Regions from separate parts of the Mus musculus genome. Here all the other regions are linked to region 2. The links are chromatin contacts, called in public Micro-C and promoter capture Hi-C maps. All regions are on one chromosome and are shown on one strand. Each heading gives the region's core, a stretch centred on a gene start, on an enhancer-like site or on the middle of the called end of the contact. The rest is flanking DNA. Distances are from core to core; before and after follow the strand shown. Region 1 holds the start of Dffa (DNA fragmentation factor, alpha subunit). Region 2 holds the start of Tardbp (TAR DNA binding protein). Region 3 holds the start of Disp3 (dispatched RND transporter family member 3). Region 4 overlaps Pex14 (peroxisomal biogenesis factor 14). Region 5 overlaps Casz1 (castor zinc finger 1). Region 6 overlaps Pex14 (peroxisomal biogenesis factor 14). Region 7 overlaps Pex14 (peroxisomal biogenesis factor 14).

Region 1 (2,700 bases), core at 139-2,638, 480 kb after region 2:
AAACAGAGAAACCTTGTCTTGAAAAACAAAACAAAACAAAAAATTAATTAATTTTGGTTTTTGAGACAGAATTTCTTTTTTTTTTAAGATTTATTTATTTATTATTATATGTAAGTACACTGTAGCTGTCTTCAGACACTCCAGAAGAGGGAGTCAGATCTCGCTACGGATGGTTGTGAGCCACCATGTGGTTGCTGGGATTTGAACTCTGGACCTTCGGAAGAACAGTCTGGTGCTCTTACCCACTGAGCCATCTCACCAGCCAGAGACGGAATTTCTTTGTGTAACTTTGGCTTGTTCTCCTTGGCCTTGAACTCAATGAGATACAACTGCCTCTGCCTCCCAAGAGCTAGGATTAAAGGTATTCACCAGCATGCTGGGTTACAAAAATAAAATTTTAAGAAACATAAGTAAACCAGCTCCTTTTAAAAACTTAATAATAATTTCATAGCAACCATTTGTGTGTGTGGGGGGGGTATGTGTTCACATGAGCATACATGCATGCATACAAATGTCAGGTTGTGTGATCAGAGAACAACTTTTGGAAATCTGTTTTCCTACCATGCTGGGCTCTGGGATCAAACTCAGGGTGTAAGGACTGGCAGCAAGCACCTTTACCCACTAAGCTATCTTGTCAGCTATTTAACTTAATGTAAAATGTTTACTTAATATTTCAACTTGCTTGTAAATCATATCCTTTAAACTTCAAAAGTCACAAAACCAGTCCTGAAAAACACACAAACACACACACACACAATTTTCTCTTTTATGTAGCTCTGGCTGTGTAGAAACTCACTATGTAGACCAGGCTGCCCTGGAACTCATAAAGATCCTTCTGCCTCCTGAGGATTAAAGGCCTGAGCCACAACACCCAGTTCAATGGCAACTCTTAAAACATGAATATGCATCTGGAGAGATGGCCCAGCAGTTAAGAGCACTGACTGCTCTTCCAAAGGTCCTGAGTTCAAATCCCAGCAATCACATGATGGCTCACAACCATCCGTAATGAGATCTGATGCCTTCTTCTGGTGTGTCTGAGGACAGCTACAGTGTACTTATGTATAAATAAATCTTTAAAAAGGAAAAAAAAAAAACATGAATATATGGCTGGCAATGTAGTGTAGAACTATGCTTACCATACATGAGACCCCGGGTTTTCCATCATACAGTCTTTTAGAGAAGAAAAGGAGGGGAAGGTAACAGGGTAGGGGAAAGAAAACAACAGAAAAAAAAGAAATCTCCAATCTGGACCACTTCCCTAAACTGAATCCCCCCCGCCCCTGGCTTTGAACCCAGAAACTACAATTCCCGTCGTGCCCTGGAACGCCCGTGATTAGCCGCCACTAGAACTACATCTCCCGGCGTGCCTTGGTCTCGCGTAACTTGCTGAGAGAACTACATCTCCCGTCAGGCAGCGGGAGGAAGGTTGTCAAAGCTTAGGGAAGGGGCTCTGGGCTACCTGGGATTTCCCAGAGTCGCCAGGTCCCCACTTTGAGGATGGAGCTGTCGCGGGGAGCCAGCGCCCCAGACCCGGACGATGTCCGGCCTCTCAAACCGTGTCTGCTACGCCGCAACCACAGCCGCGATCAGCACGGCGTGGCAGCCTCCAGTCTCGAGGAGCTGAGGAGCAAAGGTTGGCTGCTGAGGGGACCGGGCGGGGTCGGGAAGGTGACCCCAGAGCCTAGGGACTGCAGGGACCCACGTGGGTCCAGTGATTGACAGATTCCTGGCGTTTTTACTTACCTACACTGAGAGGAGCCGTGAAGGGGACGGGAAACTGTGCAGGTCCAGGTTCATTGACCTGATTTTGGACCAAACCGAGTCCAGCGTATTCTGTCCACTCTGGCTCACAGAGGCGGTACTGGGGCTCCCCGACGGGATGGGAATGGGAGTCCGCACTCAGTACCTATTCCATTAAAAGGGAGCTGTCAGTGCCTGCCCTTAGAGTCCAAGTAAGGAACGTGAGCCATGTTCTGATCCTGACTATACTTTGCATTTAACCATCTCTGGACCCTTAGTTTCCTCAGCCGTGTAGTGGGTGTATTTTCAACTTTGCTTCAAAGGATTCTTGGGACTCTCAAGTGAGATGGTCTGTTCAATGGTTACTTACAAGCGTTATTAGCCCGTAGCAACAAATGAGATACTCAAAGAAGTTCTGCAGGTCTTTCATGTCAGCTAGCTCCGGGCACGGATTCACCTGTGCCAGGGTGTGCATCGCTTCCGGAGAGCTAGCTACTGAGACCCAGGAGCAGGGTTTGATCTGGTGACAGGGGTTCTGTCACACCAAGGCTTGCATTTCACCCCAGCACAAGGTTAGTTCAGCTTAGTGCCACTTCAGTTGCATTGGCTGGGTGTCCTTGGCCCCAGAGACTTCTGTTCTCTGCAGCAGAGCCTATAGCAGACTGACTGGCAGTTCTATTTTGGGTGATGACAGCCTTATGGAAAGCCTCTTGCCTGGCAATAATATAAATGAAATGACACTGAGTAAAGCTTCTGCCAATACTGTAGTTTCCTTCAGTCTAGAAGAACTGCAAAAGAAGATAGCCACAGAGAGAATAAACCACCTACTTTTTGTTTTCTGACATTTGATGTGTAGAATTCAAGATTACCACCGAATAAATGAGCAAGGGACAGCATTACGCGTCCACTGTAATCAGACCAGCCTCTGGTTGGATGCTTATTTATGTAGACTCAAATGCC
Region 2 (2,842 bases), core at 170-2,669:
GGGTAAGAGCACCCGACTGCTCTTCAGAAGGTCCAGAGTTCAAATCCCAGCAACCACATGGTGGCTCACAACCATCCGCAACAAGATCTGACTCCCTCTTCTGGAGTGTCTGAAGACAGCTACAGTGTACTTACATATATTAATAAAATAAATCTTTAAAAAAAAATGTGATTTTTGTCGAGCACGATAACCCACGCCTTTAATCTCAGCACTCTTGAGGCAGGCAGATCTTTTTGAGTTCGAGGCTGGCCTAGTCTACTGAGTTCCGGGGCAGCCACAGGGAAAACCGGTGTTCATGTGGCGCTCTGCCCGCCAGTTCTATTTTCTCAGCGCACACTATAAGCTTCCGGTGCTAAAATGGCAACAGTGTTACCATGTGGCCCGTTGGCTACAAAGCCAGACAAAAACAAGGTGTTAAAGAACTAAGTATCTGCCCCGATTTTTTTTCTTGCACTCGTCATTTCTTACCTGGAGCGCACAGATTACAGGCTACCGTATTTCGTAACCATTCTGAATTAAGTTTCTTCTATAGCCTGGACCTGAATCGGGTTTAGCACGTGCTTTAACGTGGAAAAAACCAGCCAAGCATTGGGATCTGAGGAACCCTCCCTGTGCTGGTGGAGCACGAACACCGACATCAGAACAGTTATCTAGCAGTTCTGGTGCTCATCCTCGGAAAGGTCTGGCTAAAGTTAGGCGTCGAGGGAGCAACGACGGCTACTCCGGGAGGTAGGCCGCCGCTTCCCAGAAGGCCGTGCGCGACAGACAACGTTGATGATTTTCCCCCCCTTTCAACTGGGCCCAGGGTGGGGCCCGCGGAGGTCCAAGTCCCATGGTGACAACAGTTATTCTCAAAAGCGACAATCTACAGGGACTAGGACGCCTGGAAACCCGGGGCGGCCACACACTTCCGCCCGTGGCTTCACAGCCAAGCAGAGGCCCGGCGTCCCGCTCCGGCTACTGCCCGCGCTTAGGCCTTAACGACGCGGCTGCGCGAGGCCAACCAGGCCCCGCTCTACCGCTCCCTCCCCGCGGCGCAGGCCGCACCGGGCCTCTCCGAAGCAACACTCGAGGCACGCAGGCCGGCCTTGGCGACCAACCTACCCGCTAGGCCACTGCTAGGAAGCACAAGGAGGAAGCACAGACGGGAAGGAATCCGACAACAGCCGCGCTACCGCTCCGTGCCCACAAAATGGCGCTAGGGCCGCCTCCCGCCCTCGCCCGCCTTCGGCCTCTCCCACTGGCTTCCCTGCAGGAGGGGCGCTCTCCGAGGGAAGCCACAGGCGCTCTCTCCTCCCAGAGGCTCGGATGCTAGCAGGCTCTTCGGCGTATAGAAAAAAGTAAAGAAACGCAACAATGAAAACAGCTGGGTCTGAAAAACTGACAGATGAAGGACAGAACGGCCACTCGGCCTTCCGAGTCCCCCTACGTAACGCGGTAGATGGCTTCGCCTGACCAACGGCCGGCCCTAGTCGAGGAGCTCGCGCGCGCCGAGAATGCGCGAGACTAGCGCAGGCCGGGACTGGGGCGGCAGGGGCGGGGCTAGGAGGGAAAGGGGGCGGAGCCTGCGACTGAACGCGTAAGGGCTTGGGGGGGAATCCCTGGGAACCCTGGGTTCCTAGTCTAAAGGCGACTCTTAAATGTCTTCTGCCTTTGCTCGTTAATTTCCAACGTGGAAACATTAACTTTGATCTGCAAAATGGTCCCTGTTCTAAGTACTATTTTGTATCAAGTACCTTTTAGCACTCTCTGGCTCTAGGGGGAGAAAAACAAACCAGAATCTTGTGAATGGCAGGCAAGTGTCTTCCCATTGACCTTGGGCTTAGCCATCAGATACTGTTTTAGAGACAGGGATCTCAAAGTCACTGTGTAGCCCAGGCTGTCCTTTAACTCATCAAGGCTGCCAAGTGTGGATGCTGCCCTAGCAGTCTACACGATAGTCGTGATACTCTCTCCTCTTTCAATAAGTGAAGAAACTGAGGCACAGAGTTGAGTACCTTGCATGAAGTCACCATGAGAAAGAGGCCCCACTAGGGTCTGAATCCTACAGCAAAAAACTACTTGGATGTTTCAGTATTTCGGTTCCAGTTGACGAGTCCTAGTATAACTTTAAAAAGGCTGAAGGCTAGCTCTACCACCAAGCAGCAGATGTAGACTCTTTACTCAGGGTTGGAATTTCTTGGTGTATCAGATTCAAAGCTTAGGCACAAAGGTTTTACACAGTTGCTTTATTTACTGAAACTGGGTCTTGCTGTACAGAACAGGCTGGCCTTGAGCTTGCTGGGTTCCTCCTGCCTCTGCCTCCCTTCTGGGAGGAATGGGGTAGGATTGCAGATCACCATCAGGCCAAGCCTTCCCACTTTAAGTTTATAAATGAATTCATTTCCTCCTCACAGCTACCTTGTAAGAAGATGGCATTGGAAGAACAGATGTTAATGTCTAGCCCCTAACTTCCATTAGAGCCCAGGCTGGCCAGGAACTCCTGGCCTGTCCTCCTGCCTCAACCATCTGAGTGCTGGGATTATAGGCATGAGTCCTTCCACCCAGCATTATTTACTTTTTGGTTTTGAACTTAACAAACAAACAAACAAAACAGGATTTCTGCGTAGTCTTTGGCTGGCTTAGAACTTACTGTGTAGACCAGGCTGGCCTCAGATTTGCTATGCCTTTCCTGAATCTGCGCCTTCAGTGTTGGGATTACAGGTGTGAGTCACCAAAATGGTTTTTTGTTTGTCTCCTAAGACAAGGTTTCATACAGCAGAGCCTGGGCCTGGCCTCCTGACTGTCCGGGATTACAGACCTGTGCTACCATGCCTGGAAAAGTCAAGAACTTTAACAGTAG
Region 3 (2,700 bases), core at 107-2,606, 340 kb before region 2:
GGTTTATTTTAGCATCCTCCAGCGAGAGCGTGAAGAGGGATGAGTCCTGGCCCACAAACTGGGGCTTGTGGGAAGATTAGGCTTGTCCACGTGGGAGTGAATCCTGGGTCTCTGTGTGCATTGTGTGCGCCTACGAGCCACGATGGGAATATATTTATCAGAAAGGAGTGTGGATTTGTGCGTGGAGTGTTCACGAGTGCTCTATACATAGTGTGTGTGTGTACTTCATTTGTGTGTGGAGCTTGGGGCTGGTGGGTTCAGTGCGCTGTCCGAGGTACTGACCGAGAGTGCAACCAGACTAGCACCCGCACCCAGACTCAGGAAGCATCCCTGTACCAGACAGAGATCCAACAGAGGAAGCCTCCGGGGAGGCGTCTCCTAGGAGAGTTGGGAAAAGTCCTCCCAGCGGCAGGGCTAGCTCTCGGGACTCGCCGCCACTCGTGCTGGTCATCTTTTCCTGACTGTGCTCCACGGCTACTCAGATGCCACCCCATCACAGTCCTTATGGATGTTCTGGGTCGACCCAGGGACCCTCTAGCGCTCCACTTCCATCGCCTGCCTGAGCTTCAGAGGTCCTGGCTGGCACGCAGCGGCACCTGCAGCGGGTTCACCGCAGCCCAAGACTCAAAGAAGGTCCCACCAAGCGCGTGAGTGCGCTCAAGTAGGGGGCAGCTACAGGGGCCATCGTTACCTTTTCCTGTTCCCTCCCTCCTCTGAAGTCCCGGCGGACAGCCGGATTTGGGATGGCTTCAGGCTGACGCTCAACTTTTATGAACCCAGACAGACACCTACCGAGACGAGCAGGGGTATGGAGATAGGGAGCCAGGATGATTCTGGACATTAAACACGCTCCCGCAGACCGAAGCTGCAGCCCGTCCCCAGCGTGTTGGTGCAAGCTTCGGGGGCGCAGGGACAAGCTCTGAGATCTGAACTCTGTCCCATTAGCCGGCTTTCTCAGGGCGTTGAGGCCGGGGGTGGCCTGAGAGCGAGAGAACTTCCCGCACTCCCCCCTCTCCCCGCCCCCAGACCGGGCGCATGTGGCACGTTAGACCCTTCCCCTCTCCAGAGTAGCGCATCCCCAGTCCCGATGGCGCCCAGGGGCAGTCTCACTCACCTCGCTGGCTGAGCCGAGCTAGGCTGATACACGGGTGCCGCAGGGGTTAAGGGGCTTCGGCCACCCCGCGGCGAACACTTGTCCCTTGAGGGTAATTTCAGGAGGAAAGGTCCTCAGAGCTGTAGGAGGCCAGCGGCCCCCAAGCTCCGCTCGCTGGCGAGCAGACCGCCGCCAGGTCCGTGACAACTACGTCCCCAGCGCGCACGCGAAGCACTCGCCGCCGCCGCCGCCGCCGCCGCCGCCGCCGCCTTTTATCTGCTGCCCGCCTTTGTTTGGGTCCCGGTTCCTACCACGGGGTGCGGGGGTGTCCCGGGCAGCCTTTAGAGTCGCGCCTCCCCCCGTCCACTGGCGCCTCCAGCATCAGCGCCTGCGGGCTCTGCGTCACCGTCCGGCTTAGGCTTGCTCTCCGCCGCGCGCTGCTGTCTCCCGATTCCGCCGCCAGGCGCCGCCCTGGCTGCCGCTCCCCCTGCGGGAGCCGCGTGGTGGTACAGCCAGCTTCCCGTGTTGGCGAGCAGGGACTGAGCACAGCGCAGCGACCCCTGGGGGTCAGTCTTAGTCTCTGCAAACGGACCTGGCCATGCCCCCTACTGGCCCCCGAGGTTTCTGGGCACCCAGGCCTTTCCCAGGCGTGCGCTCCTGCTGGCTTCTCTCAGCCCCATCTGCCCAGCCTTGGCACCTCACCAGCCTGCTGGACACTCGAGGGCATCCCCGGGTGCCCTCCGGAGGTGGTTGCCAAGCCCAGGCGCCTGGCACCATCTCTTCCTCCCTCCTCTATTCACCTCTCTGGCAGCAGAGCCCAGAGCTCTGCCAGCCCCTGGGACCAGGCACTCGTCCAGTAACAGCAGAAGGTCCGCCTGACACCCCCTGCTGAAAAGATACCCAAAGAAGAAAGAGCCTAGAAACCAAGGCTATCCCTGGTTTCATTTCTCTTTCAGTGCTCCAAAGACATTGGCCTTGATGTCACCCAAGGAGAGCCAAGGGAACCCTCAAAAGGACCTGGCGCCAGCCTCCCGCTGCAGGAGGGACATCACTGCCGGCTGAGAGGCCACCCAGATGATTATGACACGGACCAGGAAGATAAGCATGTAAGCCACAATCTTGGCCTTCAAGAAGTCCCCATTCTATACAAGAGAATGCAGGATCATTATGAAATAAAAATACCGAAAGCCCCTAGCTCTTTGCTGTGTAGCCCATGCCCCCATCTATATTTTTGAAAGAGGAAACCTAGGGGCCTGGGAAATGGCTTAGCAGGTGTTTGCTGCCAAGCCTGACAACCGGAGTTCAGTCTCCAGGGCAAACTCACTTCTGCGAGCTGTCTTCTGACTTCCACTCGTGCCCTGTGGTACACATGCACATCCCCTCCAAACACACATGCCATACATACATACATACGTACATACATACATACATACATACATAGTTTTAATTAAGAGGGCAGTTTGGGAGTTCTCTGAACCCCTCTCACTTTGGGGTTCTACAGGAAAATCCTGTACCACCCGTCCAGCTTTCTCAAACACAGTCCCTGGGGACTGCATTCACTGGCTGGCGGTCAGGTGGACATTTAGCTACTTATGACCCTGGATGCC
Region 4 (2,700 bases), core at 191-2,690, 420 kb after region 2:
GGAAAGTCTATCCACAAAACCCTGAAGTTCACGAACTAAAGACAGTTAACTGAACTTAGGAAGGGATGGATATCATCAAGTGCCCTGGTGCTCAAAGAGTCAAAGGAAGGGCTCTCCCTTTCAGCTGGGATCTCCTGGTTGTGGTCACTGTGCCCTTCCTATTGCTGAGATGGGTTCCAGCCCTGTAGTGATTATGTATGCATGTGAGCCCTAATTTCCTTTGTTTTCTTTTCCTTGCTCCTTTTGTTTTTCACATTAAAGAATAAAACACCTCTGTAGAAGCACAGAGGAAAGCTGGGCGTGGTGGCACATGCCTTTAATCCCAGCACTTGGGAGGCAGACAGATTTCTGAGTTCGAGGCCAGCCTGGTCTACAGAGTGAGTTCCAGGACAGCCAGGGCTACACAGAGACACATTGTCTCGAAAAACAAAAACAAAAAAACAACAAAAAAAAAACAAAAAAACAAAAAACAAAAAAAAAGAAGCAGCAGCAGCAGCAACAGCAGCAGAGAGGAGTTGACGTGATTCAACATAATATATTTTAGGGGCTATTGTGTAAATCTGTATTTAGGGGAGTCTAAAGCATGCATTATTGACCCCAGCCTCTCTTAAAACATTGATAAATGAAGTAAAAGCCTCTATGAAAAGTGGCAACTTTGCATGTGCAAAAACTACCTTTCAAAGTGAAATCTCTCTGTCATTCACATTTTCCCCCCCCTTGGCCCTAGTTAAAAATACTGCGAGAGTGACTCCCCGTCACATGCCAGTGTTTTGTTGTTTTATGGGAATAGTTCTTCCAGAGAGGAATGTGGCGGTAAACTATCTTAAACCACCCACACTACTTAGTACCAAGTGACAGTGGTCTCAGGGACCAGGTGACTTGGGAGAGATTTTCCTGCTCAGCAGAGGACTCTGGGCCAACTTACTGCACAGAGGCAGCTGGAGCCTGGGGCAGGCGAGCCGCGGGGCAGGGCTGCAGATGCTGCACACCACTGAGTGCCCTCACTGCAGAAGGAGCGGAACACGCCAGCCGGCTATAGAGGAAATGAAAACCCCGGCCTCTGGGCTGAGAAGATCAAAGTTCCTTTTTAGGAAAGGTTGAGAAGGAAAAGGATTTTCTCCTTTAGGCAGAAAGAAAAGCAAATTTAAATGCCTTGTCCCCACACATCCCCACCTGAATTTCCACAGCAACCCCTCTAATTTCTGATGCAGCCAACAAAGCAGTTACCCAAAGAGGGGAGAAAAAAAGGATGACATTTGCCTTTTCCTTGGCTTTGAAATCCGACTGGCAGCGGATTGTTTGAAGTCCTGTTTAGAGAGGAAACTGTAATAGCCTCCATACTGAAAAGAGGAGGGAAATGCCATTATACACGGATCACGGTAGCAGTGACCTCAGCAGAGAAGGCAAACGAGCTGGCTCTGAGCCGGAGGTCGGTGAGCTAGCATGCCAGGAACAGAAATAAAAGGTTTACGCGCCAGAACTGAGTGGTAGCAAGAGTCGGAGACTTGATCCCGGGAAGCACCAACAAGAGCAAGGCACTCAAAGCCCAGAGCAGCATCTCTCCATAGCTCCTTGCTGCTCTTGTCCGCAGCCCCTCTAACTCCCTGCACTGCTAAAGAGGAAGCAGAAAACACCCAGGCTTTGTGTTGTAAAATTAATGAAGGTGTCAAGCTGCTGAGTTGAATCACTGCAAAGGAATGTAATGACTCAGTGTCCACGGTGCTGATGCTCCTAAGGAGAGCGGCGAGCTGGAGACCAGCACTAAAGCTATGCAGCAGGCCGGCCCCAGGACCTTCCTGATGATACCTGGGTTCCTTCTCTCTGCTGCTCGCTAAATGTTATGCTTTCCCAATTACTGCTCCGCTCAGGAGCTCAAGAGCTTGGCTCATAGAGAACTACTGCAGCTCCCACTTCTCAAGTCTGGGCCAAGTTCTCTCTTGTCATGCATGACTAAGCTGTGACAGGAACAAAGAAAGGTTGTGTCCCTGAAAGTGGCAACCTTAAGGATTAAGTCATCACTGGGGCTGGACACAAAATAAATGACTACCAGGTGGCATGTGAAGCACTCCCTCTGGAGGGCTTGACACCTGCTGATCACAGGGCAAGATGGGCTTGTGTGTTCCACGGGAGAGAATGTCGGCATCGGGAAATGTTGTCTCCATTACATGCACTGGCAGGCTCAGAATTCATAGCCTCCTGCCTCGGCCTGCCAAGATGCTGAGACTGCAGGAGTGTGCTGAAATATCTGTATAAGCTAAAACCTTCTGAGGAGTCATTAACTGGTACCTCGGACAGATAGCTAAGGGGGAAAGGGACTAAAGCATCGACAACTAAGGTTTGAATACAGAAAGGAGCTGCCACAGCCTACAAATAGCTTAAGTTCCAAGAATCTGGGGCTAGAGAGATGGATGGATGGCTCAGCAGTTAAGAGGACTGGATTCCATTCCCAGCACTCATAGATAGGCTCACAACTGTCTATAACTCCAATTCCTGGGGGATCCAACCCTCTTTTGGCATCTGCAGGCACCAGGCACACAAGTAGTACATAGACAAACATGCAGACAAAACACTCATACATGTTAAAGAAAATTAATTAGTTAATTAAAGATAGCAAAAGTTAGAAATGGCAGATTTGGACAGCTAAAGATCACCTGCAGCTCCACCAAGCAGCAGACCTGTGGCCGACACCAGACAACCAAG
Region 5 (2,822 bases), core at 278-2,777, 310 kb after region 2:
ACTGGCTGCGGCCGCCCTCAAGCCCTCTGCCACCTTTGACCCAGGTGAGCAGGCTGGGCCTTGCCCAGTGAGCAAGCACACTGGGAAACTGGCAACTCCCGGGCCTGAGACTGAAGAACATGGGGCAGGCTGGGAAGTGTCTGCCCAGCCCCCACACCTGCAGCCCCCACGTAGCAGCCCCTTCCTGCTTGGTCTCTGTCTCCATCCTGTCGATTTGTTTGCCCTTTGGGGGTGGGGGTCCCTCATTTTGGCCATGCACCCAGGGACTCACTCCTCTGTATGTGGAGCTGGTGAGTGGTTCCTGTCTCTGAGCACCTGGGTGGCCTAATGGCGCCAGGTCTCACTGGTTCTGTCACCAGTGAGTCCCTGAGCAGAGTCCTCCAAGGCCACCTCTTCTCTCCGCTCTTCTCTAGCTGACACAGAGTGACACATGAGCTCAGGGAATGGGTGTTCGCATCCCACGCCTGTATAGGACGACTCTCAGGCTCTCTCCCTCGTCCTCCTTTCTCTTTCTCCTCTCTCCTTCCCTTTCCTTTGGGAATTTTCTTTCTCCTCTCTCCTGTTTTCCCTGCCCATCTTCCTCGGGGGGTAGTGGGTGCTATTTGGATTCCTAGAAAGAGTTCAGCTCACACCGTGGATGTGGCTCCTTTAATTCCTCCAAACCACTGGTTTGCCCAGAGGAGCTTGCTGGCTACGTGCTGGGCTGGATGCTGAGGAGAGACAGAAGCCCCACCCTGTGGAGCAGGTGGGACAGGGACAGAGAGCCATATCCTTAGCAGCCTGGCTGCCCAGCCTTCATGCTCCACTCCCATCCAAAACCATCTCAGAACCAGCCAAGACCAAGGGTCTCTTGCACCCACATGGGGCTCCTGTCCCAACTCTTGGGGATGCTAGGCTGGGCTTTTTCTCTGGAGCCTAGAATAGGTGACTGCAGGTGACTGTAGTGTGGATTCCTGAAGGCTAGAAGTCCTCTTGGTTCATGAGAGGCACGTGACCCCTTTGGGACCCCTGTCTTCCACTTCAAGGGTGGGGGGAACTTTTGTAGCTATGCTCACTCCTCCAGCCAGGGGCTTTCAGGGAGAGCCACGGAAGTCTCTGCTACCAGACTGCCAAGTTACTCTTTTACCCCAGAAGCACCTCTCCTCCTCGTCCCCCCCAAAAGAAAGGTCAGATAAAGGGGAAGGAAGCTGTTTCCCTTCATCTTTAATAAAATGTCACTTGCTTCTGTGGTGCAGCTCTCTGTAAGCTGTAGTGCCTTGGGGCAAATTAATATTTCAGTCACTTGGGGATTATGGGGAGCAAGGCTCACTGGACGCCATCCTGTCAGCAACTTCCTTTGGCCCTGCCCTGTCAGCCTCCTGTGGCCTCTTCCCACCAAGCTCCCCCTCGTACCCAGTCAGGCATCCAAGGCGGGCCTGCAGTCGCTGCCCTGGACAGCTTGAAAGACGGCTGAGGTCGCATAGGTTGAACCACCCTGATTGGCCCGTCAGCCTTGATAGCCCTGACACAGCACATGCCCTCCGCGGGCATGCTCAGTGCAGACAGGGCCGTCGCCTCGGCAACAGTGGGCAGGGACTACGGAGGGGCCGCTCCCAGTCCAGATCTGCCACTTCCCCTCAGCATTAACAGAGTCTTTAATAAAAGCTTAAGCGGCAGCCCCGCAAATCGACTGTGACAGTTGGTGGTGGAAATGAAGGGCCCCCTGTCCCCGCCCAGGCCCCCTCCCCAGCCACCCGCTCTCCTCCTCCAGGAGGCCCTAAGCCAGGACAACTTTGACATAATTTTGCAATAATTATCACTTGAAGAATTGCCACACAGGGGTACACGTCGCAAGTGATCTCGTCAGCCGGAAGAGCCGCTGACCAGCAGCCAGTGCTCCTGGGGCCCCCTGCCTGTTCGGCCCACTGCCCGCCCTTTGGGTGTAAAGGAACGAGGGTACTAGATTTTGTGCCCGTGTTAAACCTGAGCCCCTCTGATCCCATCTTCCCTCCCCTCACCTGCAGGAAGTGGGCAGCAGCCCACCCCCACCAAGTTCCCCCAGGCCCAGGTGAAGCAGGAGCCTGACAGTGCTGGCACCCCAGGTCCCCACGAGGCCTCCCAAGACCGCAGTCTAGACCTGACCGTGAAGGATCCCAGGTGAGGCAAGGCCAGAGAAACCCCTGCAGATGCTGGCCTGGGCCCCAGAGAGGTGGTCTGCGCCTCTTAGTCTCAGCCAGCCCTGGGAACCAAGCCGAGCTCACCCTCCCGGCCAGGGTTCACTCTGCCACCGAGCAGTCACAGCAGAGAGTGGAAATCTCAGAGCCCTGGGCTGGCTGACTGGGAGGGAAGGGCCTCTGGGCCTGGGCCCACGGATGTCTGAGTTGAAGGCCCTTGGTTTGTGTGTTCCAGTAATGAATCAAATGGCCACGCAGTCTCGGCAAATTCATCTCTTTTATCCTCGCTTATGAATAAGGTAAGAACCATCCATCACACGCCTCCCGTTCCCCCACCCAGAGAAATTAAAGCCGTGCTGGGGGGCTGGGGGGATGTGTTTGTTTTTTAATGTTTTCCCTCTAATAAGATGAGTTTGTACCATTTAAATTTTGAGGCCATTTTTCATCGAATATAATTTCAGAGCCACTGCTTACAAATTAATTTAATGAACTGGCTGAAGAAATATATTTCAGCCTCTGACACCCTTTTTTCCCCCCTTCGGATAGTGGGCTCCAAAAGCTTTTCCAGAACCCTCTAACTTCTCTGGCCCTCAGTTATTAATGTTATTTATTTATTTTGTATATTTTTTTGTTTGTTTAAAAAGGGGTGGGGGAGGGGAAGGCCAAAGT
Region 6 (2,912 bases), core at 120-2,619, 450 kb after region 2:
CACCTACATGGCAGCTTACAACTGTAGCTCCAATTCCAGAGCACCTTCTCAGACACGTGTGCAGATGAAACACCAATGCACATAAAATAAACATATATTATTTTAAAAAAAACCCTTCTGATCCCCACATTTAGGCCCTTCAGAGGTCAGGATGGGGAGGCTGCAATGGGAAGAAAGCAAAGGTTAAAGGTGCTTTAAACGAAGGCGGAGTTGGGGTCGGGGAGGCGGCTTAGTAAGGACACTTGCCGTCAAGCCTACTGACCCAGAGGAGAGTGCTTATTGATAAGCCTGGACACCTGAGCCCCACAGACCCACGTGACAGAGGGAAAGAACAAACTCCGGCAGGTTGTATGTGGTGGCCCACACCTTTAGTCCCAGCACTCAGAAGGCAGAGGCAGGCGGGTCTCTGAGTTTAAAGCCAGCCTGGTCTACAGAATGAGTTCCAGGACAGCCAGGACTACATAGTGCAAGCTTGTCTAGAGGAAAGAAAAAAAAAATCAACAACAAAGAAAATTTAATTAAATTTTAGAAAAATGCTGAGTGTAGTACATACTTTTAATCCCAGAACTCATGAGGCAAAGGTAGGCAGATTCTATGAGTTTGAGGCTAGCCTAATCTACATAGCCAATTCTAGACTCCTCAGGGCTACATAATAAGACCCTGCCTCAAAATTAATTCATTAACTAACAAATTAATTAAAAGTTAGTGGGTATGGTGATCTATGTGTACAATAATCCTACTATCTGGAAGGTGGGGGCAGAAAATCAGGAGTTAAAGGCCAGCCTCAGCTACATAGTGAATTTGAGGCCCGTCTGGGCTACATAAGACCCTGTGTCAATAACAAGCATGAGGGGGCTGGGGAGATAGCCTGGTCAGTAGCATGCAGGGCTGGGGAGACAGCCTGGTCAGTAGCATGTGGGGCTGGGGAGATAGCCTGGTCAGTAGCATGTGGGACTGGGGAGATAGCCTGGTCAGTAGCATGTGGGGCTGGGGAGATAGCCTGGTCAGTAGCATGTGGGGCTGGGGAGATAGCCTGGTCAGTAGCATGTGGGACTGGGGAGATAGCCTGGTCAGTAGCATGCAGGACTGGGGAGACAGCCTGGTCAGTAGCATGCAGGGCTGGGGAGATAGCCTGGTCAGTAGCATGTGGGACTGGGGAGATAGCCTGGTCAGTAGCATGCAGGGCTGGGGAGATAGCCTGGTCAGTAGCATGCAGGGCTGGGGAGATAGCCTGGTCAGTAGCATGTGGGGCTGGGGAGACAGCCTGGTCAGTTACATGCTTGCTGCTCAAGCCTGAGGCCCTGAGTGCACTCTTAGAGCCCAAGTAAAAAGCCTGGCTGTGGTGGATGGGCTTACAACCCTGGTTCTGGGGAGGTGGAGGCAGCCAGTCCTGTCTGCCAAGACTCACTGGCCACACAGCCTAGCTGAGACTAGTGGGAGACGCAGTCTCCAAAAAACCAATGTCCTGCTGAGGAGTGACACCCACGGCGGATGCACACATCTACATGTACGGACGTGCACATGCACACGCATTAAGGAAAAACTAAAATCCATAGAGCGCGGTGGAAGAGAGGCAGGAACTACCGTATGGCGGACACAGGCTTGCCCGCGCCCTGCTGTGGAGGTGCTGACCTTCCCCTGCTGGGCAACCTGCCAACCTGCAAGGAGCTCACCTCACTGCACAGCCGAGGCCAGCCTGGCAAGAGCTCACGAGCTTGAGCAACGGGAGCCCCGCCAAGCCCGTGAGCAGAAGCCAGTGTCACTCCCCACATGTCCTACGGAGTCTTCACAAACAGCTCGTGACTGAGAAGAACAAGAGCCCCTCCACAAACTCTCTGGGCATGGCCTGTGGAGAGGGCTTGCAGAGTGCCTGAGAACGCTGCTCAGCCTGGCTGAGCCTCAGTTTCCTCGACTTGGCAATGGCTCCACAGCACACACACGTGACGGTAAAAGAGATAAAGTCCCATCGGGCCGGCTCTTTGCTCTCCATGGGGATAGGCTTGTTCTCCTAGCAGGGACCATGCTCCTGCAGTAGTTCTAGTACAGTACAGAAGGACCTGTGCCCTAAACCACTCTGACCTGCTGCCCTGGGACACAGGGCGGACAGAGAAGAGGCTGCCCAGCACGACATGGCAGTCTCTGTGCTGAAGAGCCAGTGAAGGGATTTCAGAAAGGCTAAAGCAACAGAGAACTGCTGAGCCAAGTTCCAAAGAAAGCTATACAGAAAGAAAGTTCCAGAAATCCACACGGATGTTCCTTTGAGACTCTGGCCAATACGAAAATCTGTGTGCACACATGGTAAAAGCCCATGAAGATTAAAAAAAAAAAAAAAAAAAAGTGAGGAGGAGCTGAGTTCTCAGGCTGCTCAGGGCTCCGATCCCACACTAGAAAGATACAATGTCCTGCTTACTCAGGGCATCCCACAGACACCTGAAAAAGTCTTGATCCTGGGGCAGGGGAAGCTGTCAAGTGATCCCCAGAGCAAAGACCACACTAACAAAACTAAAAAGTAGGACTTGAGGGGCTGGAGAGATGCCAGCATAGTTAAGGGCACGTGTATAAACGCCAAGACCAGACCTGGAGTTCCAGCACCCAGGCTAGTATCCCTACATACACACTTGTAACCCCAGCTCTGAGGGTGGCAGAGACAGGCAGGAGGGTCTCTGGGGCTTGCTGGTTTCCAGTGAAAGTTTAGGGAGACACTCTGCTTCAAAAGAATAGGCAAAACGGTTGAAGGCGGCACCTGACACCCCTTCTGGCCTTGACTCCAGAAGAAGAGGAAGAGAGAACTTAAAAGAGTCACAACCTGGGGCTGGAGAGATGGCTCCGTGGTTAAGAGCACTGACTGCTCTTCCAGAGGTCCTGAGTTCAATTCCCAGAAACCACATGGTAGCTCACAACCATCTGTAATA
Region 7 (2,868 bases), core at 259-2,758, 360 kb after region 2:
ACTTAAAACCGTGTCTAGATGAGTTTGAGTGCGCCACGTTTTTATACCTAGAAAACCTTATGAGCTTTTTGCATCAAATGGAAAACCCAAGTTCTCCCAATTTGCTGAGGTGGGAGCTTTGGAGCACTGCTCTTAGCCAGTGTCTTGACTCCCAGCTGGGGTAAGCAGGACTTGGAACAGGTGACTTACTGTATGGCTGCGGAGTGAGGTGAGGGGGCTGGACAGGAACCACTGGGGTAGCTGGGCCCAGGGGTGAAGGCTCGTCGGCAGCTGTGCCCGACTGCTGGAAAGCCAGGTCAATCTCTTCGTCTGTCAGTCCTAGAGAGAAGAGCAAAGGACACTCATGAGTATCTCTTGCCAGCGACCCACCCTCAGCAAAATCTTCCTCTGCAAGCAGGCCCTGACGGCCACAGAGCGCGCCTTGCATTTGAGTGTGCTGCCTCCTCGATTTCGGATTCTTGGGAACCTCTCTCTGTCGCAATTTAACCTTAAGCGACAGAATATTAGCCTCAACACTGCTTCCAAATGTGGCTCATTCAATTTCCTTAATTTATCCTTGAGTTTATTGCTGCTTTTGAAGTCGCTCCGTACTGCAATTCTCCATTCTTCCCCCGAAAACAGATACCATCAACTGCAAATGTGGCTCATTTTAATCTGTAATGGTGTTAAAAAAAGAGGGGAAAAAACTAACAATAATGCACGAAAACAGACAGGGAAACAAAAAACTAATTATTGGGTGAGACGACTAATTAGTCTAGATCGTTTCCGAAGACGGGAATAATTTGCTTTATTTTATGACAAATGCAGAAATAAAAAGAAAAATCAGGACTGACTGTGATTAGTATGAATGGGATATAGAATGTAAAGAAGAAAATAAAACAAGAAAACAGAGCAAAACGAGACCGGGCCCACGCTCTTGGATGACTATTGCTCCAGCCTATCCCAGGCTGCCTGGATCGCCTTTGGCTAGTTCCTCCCCCCACCCCCCACCCCCCTTTAATCCTCTGATGCTCTAAACTACACTGCACACAGGGCATCAGGAAATCGCAGGGCGCCATCTGCAGTGGTTATAGCATGTGGAAAGGATTTGCCAAGAAGGAAGGGAGAGCCAGTGAAAGTCCAGGCTCCTAACCTAGCAGGCTGGGAGCAGAGAGGTATTCAGAGGGCCTGAGGCCGACTGGGGGACCGATGGTAAAGGAGGAGGGCTCCATAGGACTAAAGTGTAGAGCCCAGGTTTGCAACAAGATTCCTACAGGGCCCACTCGGGAAGTAATGGTGTATACAAAGAGATCTACTGCCGAGGGTGAAAAGCAGGTGAGAGGTCACTGCTAGCATGCAGAAGACAACTCAAGCTGGTCCAGGCTGTTCCGGGAATCCCAATATCCAATAGAGCCACAACACAGAGCTTTTAAACCGGGGCCAAGAGCTTTTCCACATCTGGTCGGCAGCTCTCCATTAGAGGCCCACAGCACAGTATACTTGCCCCTGGGGGTGGATGAAGTACAAGGCGGTTCTGAGGATCAGCATCTTCAAAGTGTGGGGCCTCGCACTCTGTGCCTGGGGGCTAATACGTGGTATACATTAATGCTTTAGAGCACAGCTCGGCCCTGTACCATATTGGCCTGAGTCGATGCTAGCCATCCCTCAGACTTTTCATGCCCCACTGCAAACGGTCAAGGGAGTGCCTCAACTACGCAAAATGGCCCTTGACCTCTCTCCTTTCACGAGGCAGCAGCACTTCCTCTTCACACACAGGAGCCAGACAGAAGCAAGCAAGCAAGCCCTGCTGTGGGTCGTGGGCCATGGGTCGGCATTCACCCAGCCAGAGGGAAGGAGGTCAGGCGATAGAGCAGCAGAGCATCCCAGGCTGCGCAGGACAAGGGCATCCCCACTTCCTGCACAGCTTGCCACAAACAGGATGCATTTGTTGTTGTTTCTTCTCCCCAGAGCAGGAGTAGGCCAGACAGACAAGCCAGGTAAAAGTGAGGACACAGATCCCCGGAGCCTGTGCCTCTTGGGCTCGTTCGCCTGTCAGTCACTGCTGATGGCTCTTCCTAAATAGGAAGGGGCACCGCTCTCCTCTCCAAGCCGGGAAGGAGGACGGTGCTTTTCCCAGTCCACTGCAGAGGAGAGGAAGCAGCATCTGCGACATCAGCACAGGCTGCTGGTCACTGGCACACCACGGAATTCTCTAAACCTGGTGGATCATGTGCCTTGTCAGCTGCTGGCTGCAAATGAGGATAATTCTCCCAAAAGGAGCATTCAGTTGCATTCTCATTTCCCTTCTGGCTCTTTCAAATATAAACAAGTACGATAATGCTTAACGCTGGGGAAATATACAGCAAGTTACAGGCTGCGCCTCGGCCTCGAGAGCTGGCGCTGGTTAAAGGAACAGGACCTTCTGCCGGCTGTTCTGCCCTCTGGCCCCAAGCTTTTACCAAGACTATTCTCCTAATAAAAGCCAGCTTGCATTCCCTCAGCCGAGCCCACCAGTGAGGTGAGGGTTCCAATGCCATCGGCACTTCCTTCCGGGCTCTTGCTTCTCATTTGGTGCTATAACTCTACACTGGCTGGAATTCCAATATACCTAGTTCTCCAGAAAAGGCAGGGGCTTGATTTAGTTTCAATAAATGAGTCATTTTTCTTAAGAAGAATGGGGTGGGGGAGAACACATAATTTTCGAGTGCTACCCCTACCATTTCCCCTGAGGTGGGGGTGAAGGCCGTCTAGGTCTGACTTGTCTTGGAGAACAGAGGCAACCAGAGTTATAAGCATCAGACGGCAACTTCACTCAAGGCTGTCAGGGTTTAGAGAGGGATTAAACTCCTTTCTCCCATGGCACCCTGGACCCCACCTGTGGATAAGAGC

The links. Promoter capture Hi-C pulls out the DNA fragments that hold promoters and counts their contacts. A called contact is a pair of places that touch in the nucleus more often than the background predicts.
Region 1: a contact with region 2 is called in a promoter capture Hi-C map of pre-B cells. The contact joins the promoter of Dffa here to the promoter of Tardbp in region 2. A contact is called at or near these places in 20 of 39 promoter capture datasets (the 3T3-L1 cell line, the C10 cell line, the HPC-7 cell line and 12 more), 2 of 484 Hi-C or Micro-C datasets (B cells and embryonic stem cells), 17 of 115 datasets of contacts at active chromatin or transcription factors (the 230-238 cell line, bone marrow-derived macrophages, craniofacial prominence and 12 more) and 4 of 9 other capture datasets (adipose tissue, liver, macrophages and 1 more).
Region 3: a contact with region 2 is called in a Micro-C map of embryonic stem cells, with 5 times the contacts expected there. The contact joins the promoter of Disp3 here to the promoter of Tardbp in region 2. A contact is called at or near these places in 2 of 39 promoter capture datasets (hippocampal neurons and stem cell-derived epiblast-like cells), 1 of 484 Hi-C or Micro-C datasets (embryonic stem cells) and 2 of 9 other capture datasets (embryonic stem cells and pancreatic islet).
Region 4: a promoter capture Hi-C map of embryonic stem cells shows a contact between it and region 2, with 3 times the contacts expected there. The contact joins the enhancer-like site here to the promoter of Tardbp in region 2. A contact is called at or near these places in 17 of 39 promoter capture datasets (the 3T3-L1 cell line, 3T3-L1-derived adipocytes, the C10 cell line and 10 more), 9 of 115 datasets of contacts at active chromatin or transcription factors (astrocytes, embryonic basal ganglia, embryonic forebrain and 5 more) and 2 of 9 other capture datasets (adipose tissue and embryonic stem cells).
Region 5: a contact with region 2 is called in a promoter capture Hi-C map of the HPC-7 cell line, with 2.9 times the contacts expected there. The contact joins the enhancer-like site here to the promoter of Tardbp in region 2. A contact is called at or near these places in 6 of 39 promoter capture datasets (the HPC-7 cell line, cranial neural crest, frontonasal cranial neural crest and 2 more), 3 of 115 datasets of contacts at active chromatin or transcription factors (embryonic forebrain, embryonic midbrain and memory CD8 T cells) and 2 of 9 other capture datasets (liver and pancreatic islet).
Region 6: a contact with region 2 is called in a promoter capture Hi-C map of neural stem cells. The contact joins the enhancer-like site here to the promoter of Tardbp in region 2. A contact is called at or near these places in 17 of 39 promoter capture datasets (the 3T3-L1 cell line, the C10 cell line, the HPC-7 cell line and 10 more), 3 of 484 Hi-C or Micro-C datasets (the N1E-115 cell line, cortical neurons and embryonic stem cells), 24 of 115 datasets of contacts at active chromatin or transcription factors (the 230-238 cell line, the HPC-7 cell line, the SCID.adh cell line and 17 more) and 3 of 9 other capture datasets (adipose tissue, liver and macrophages).
Region 7: a promoter capture Hi-C map of cranial neural crest shows a contact between it and region 2. The contact joins the enhancer-like site here to the promoter of Tardbp in region 2. A contact is called at or near these places in 7 of 39 promoter capture datasets (the 3T3-L1 cell line, the HPC-7 cell line, cranial neural crest and 3 more).

Annotation. Positions count from the first base shown.
Region 1 is chr4:149,102,754-149,105,453 of GRCm38.p6, forward strand. It overlaps Dffa (DNA fragmentation factor, alpha subunit), which reads left to right and starts at 1,389. Exons shown (of 6, transcript NM_001025296.2): 1 at 1,389-1,633. The coding sequence starts at 1,498.
Region 2 is chr4:148,625,577-148,628,418 of GRCm38.p6, forward strand. It overlaps Tardbp (TAR DNA binding protein), which reads right to left and starts at 1,420. Exons shown (of 6, transcript NM_145556.4): 1 at 1,105-1,420.
Region 3 is chr4:148,286,609-148,289,308 of GRCm38.p6, forward strand. Disp3 (dispatched RND transporter family member 3) reads right to left here and starts at 1,357. Exons shown (of 21, transcript NM_001083342.1): 1 at 1,115-1,357.
Region 4 is chr4:149,048,036-149,050,735 of GRCm38.p6, forward strand. The region is part of intron 2 of Pex14 (peroxisomal biogenesis factor 14); the gene reads right to left. Among named protein-coding and RNA genes, the nearest start is that of Gm42351, 39 kb to the left of the region's middle. Within about 2 kb of position 1,441, at least 195 of the 459 cell types and tissues checked have an H3K27ac peak or open chromatin away from gene starts, as enhancers often do. A contact at or near this core is called in the HPC-7 cell line, adipose tissue, astrocytes and 4 more, where this site is marked.
Region 5 is chr4:148,939,279-148,942,100 of GRCm38.p6, forward strand. Casz1 (castor zinc finger 1) reads left to right here. Exons shown (of 21, transcript NM_001159344.1): 11 at 1-44; 12 at 2,004-2,136; 13 at 2,389-2,452. Among named protein-coding and RNA genes, the nearest start is that of Gm13205, 12 kb to the right of the region's middle. Within about 2 kb of position 1,528, at least 189 of the 459 cell types and tissues checked have an H3K27ac peak or open chromatin away from gene starts, as enhancers often do. A contact at or near this core is called in the HPC-7 cell line, memory CD8 T cells, pancreatic islet and 1 more, where this site is marked.
Region 6 is chr4:149,080,027-149,082,938 of GRCm38.p6, forward strand. All of the region lies in intron 1 of Pex14 (peroxisomal biogenesis factor 14), which reads right to left. Among named protein-coding and RNA genes, the nearest start is that of Gm46722, 17 kb to the right of the region's middle. Within about 2 kb of position 1,370, at least 43 of the 459 cell types and tissues checked have an H3K27ac peak or open chromatin away from gene starts, as enhancers often do. A contact at or near this core is called in adipose tissue, liver and neural stem cells, where this site is marked.
Region 7 is chr4:148,983,848-148,986,715 of GRCm38.p6, forward strand. It overlaps Pex14 (peroxisomal biogenesis factor 14), which reads right to left. Exons shown (of 9, transcript NM_019781.3): 4 at 190-318. Among named protein-coding and RNA genes, the nearest start is that of Gm17029, 25 kb to the left of the region's middle. RefSeq lists an enhancer at 887-2,868. Within about 2 kb of position 1,509, at least 22 of the 459 cell types and tissues checked have an H3K27ac peak or open chromatin away from gene starts, as enhancers often do.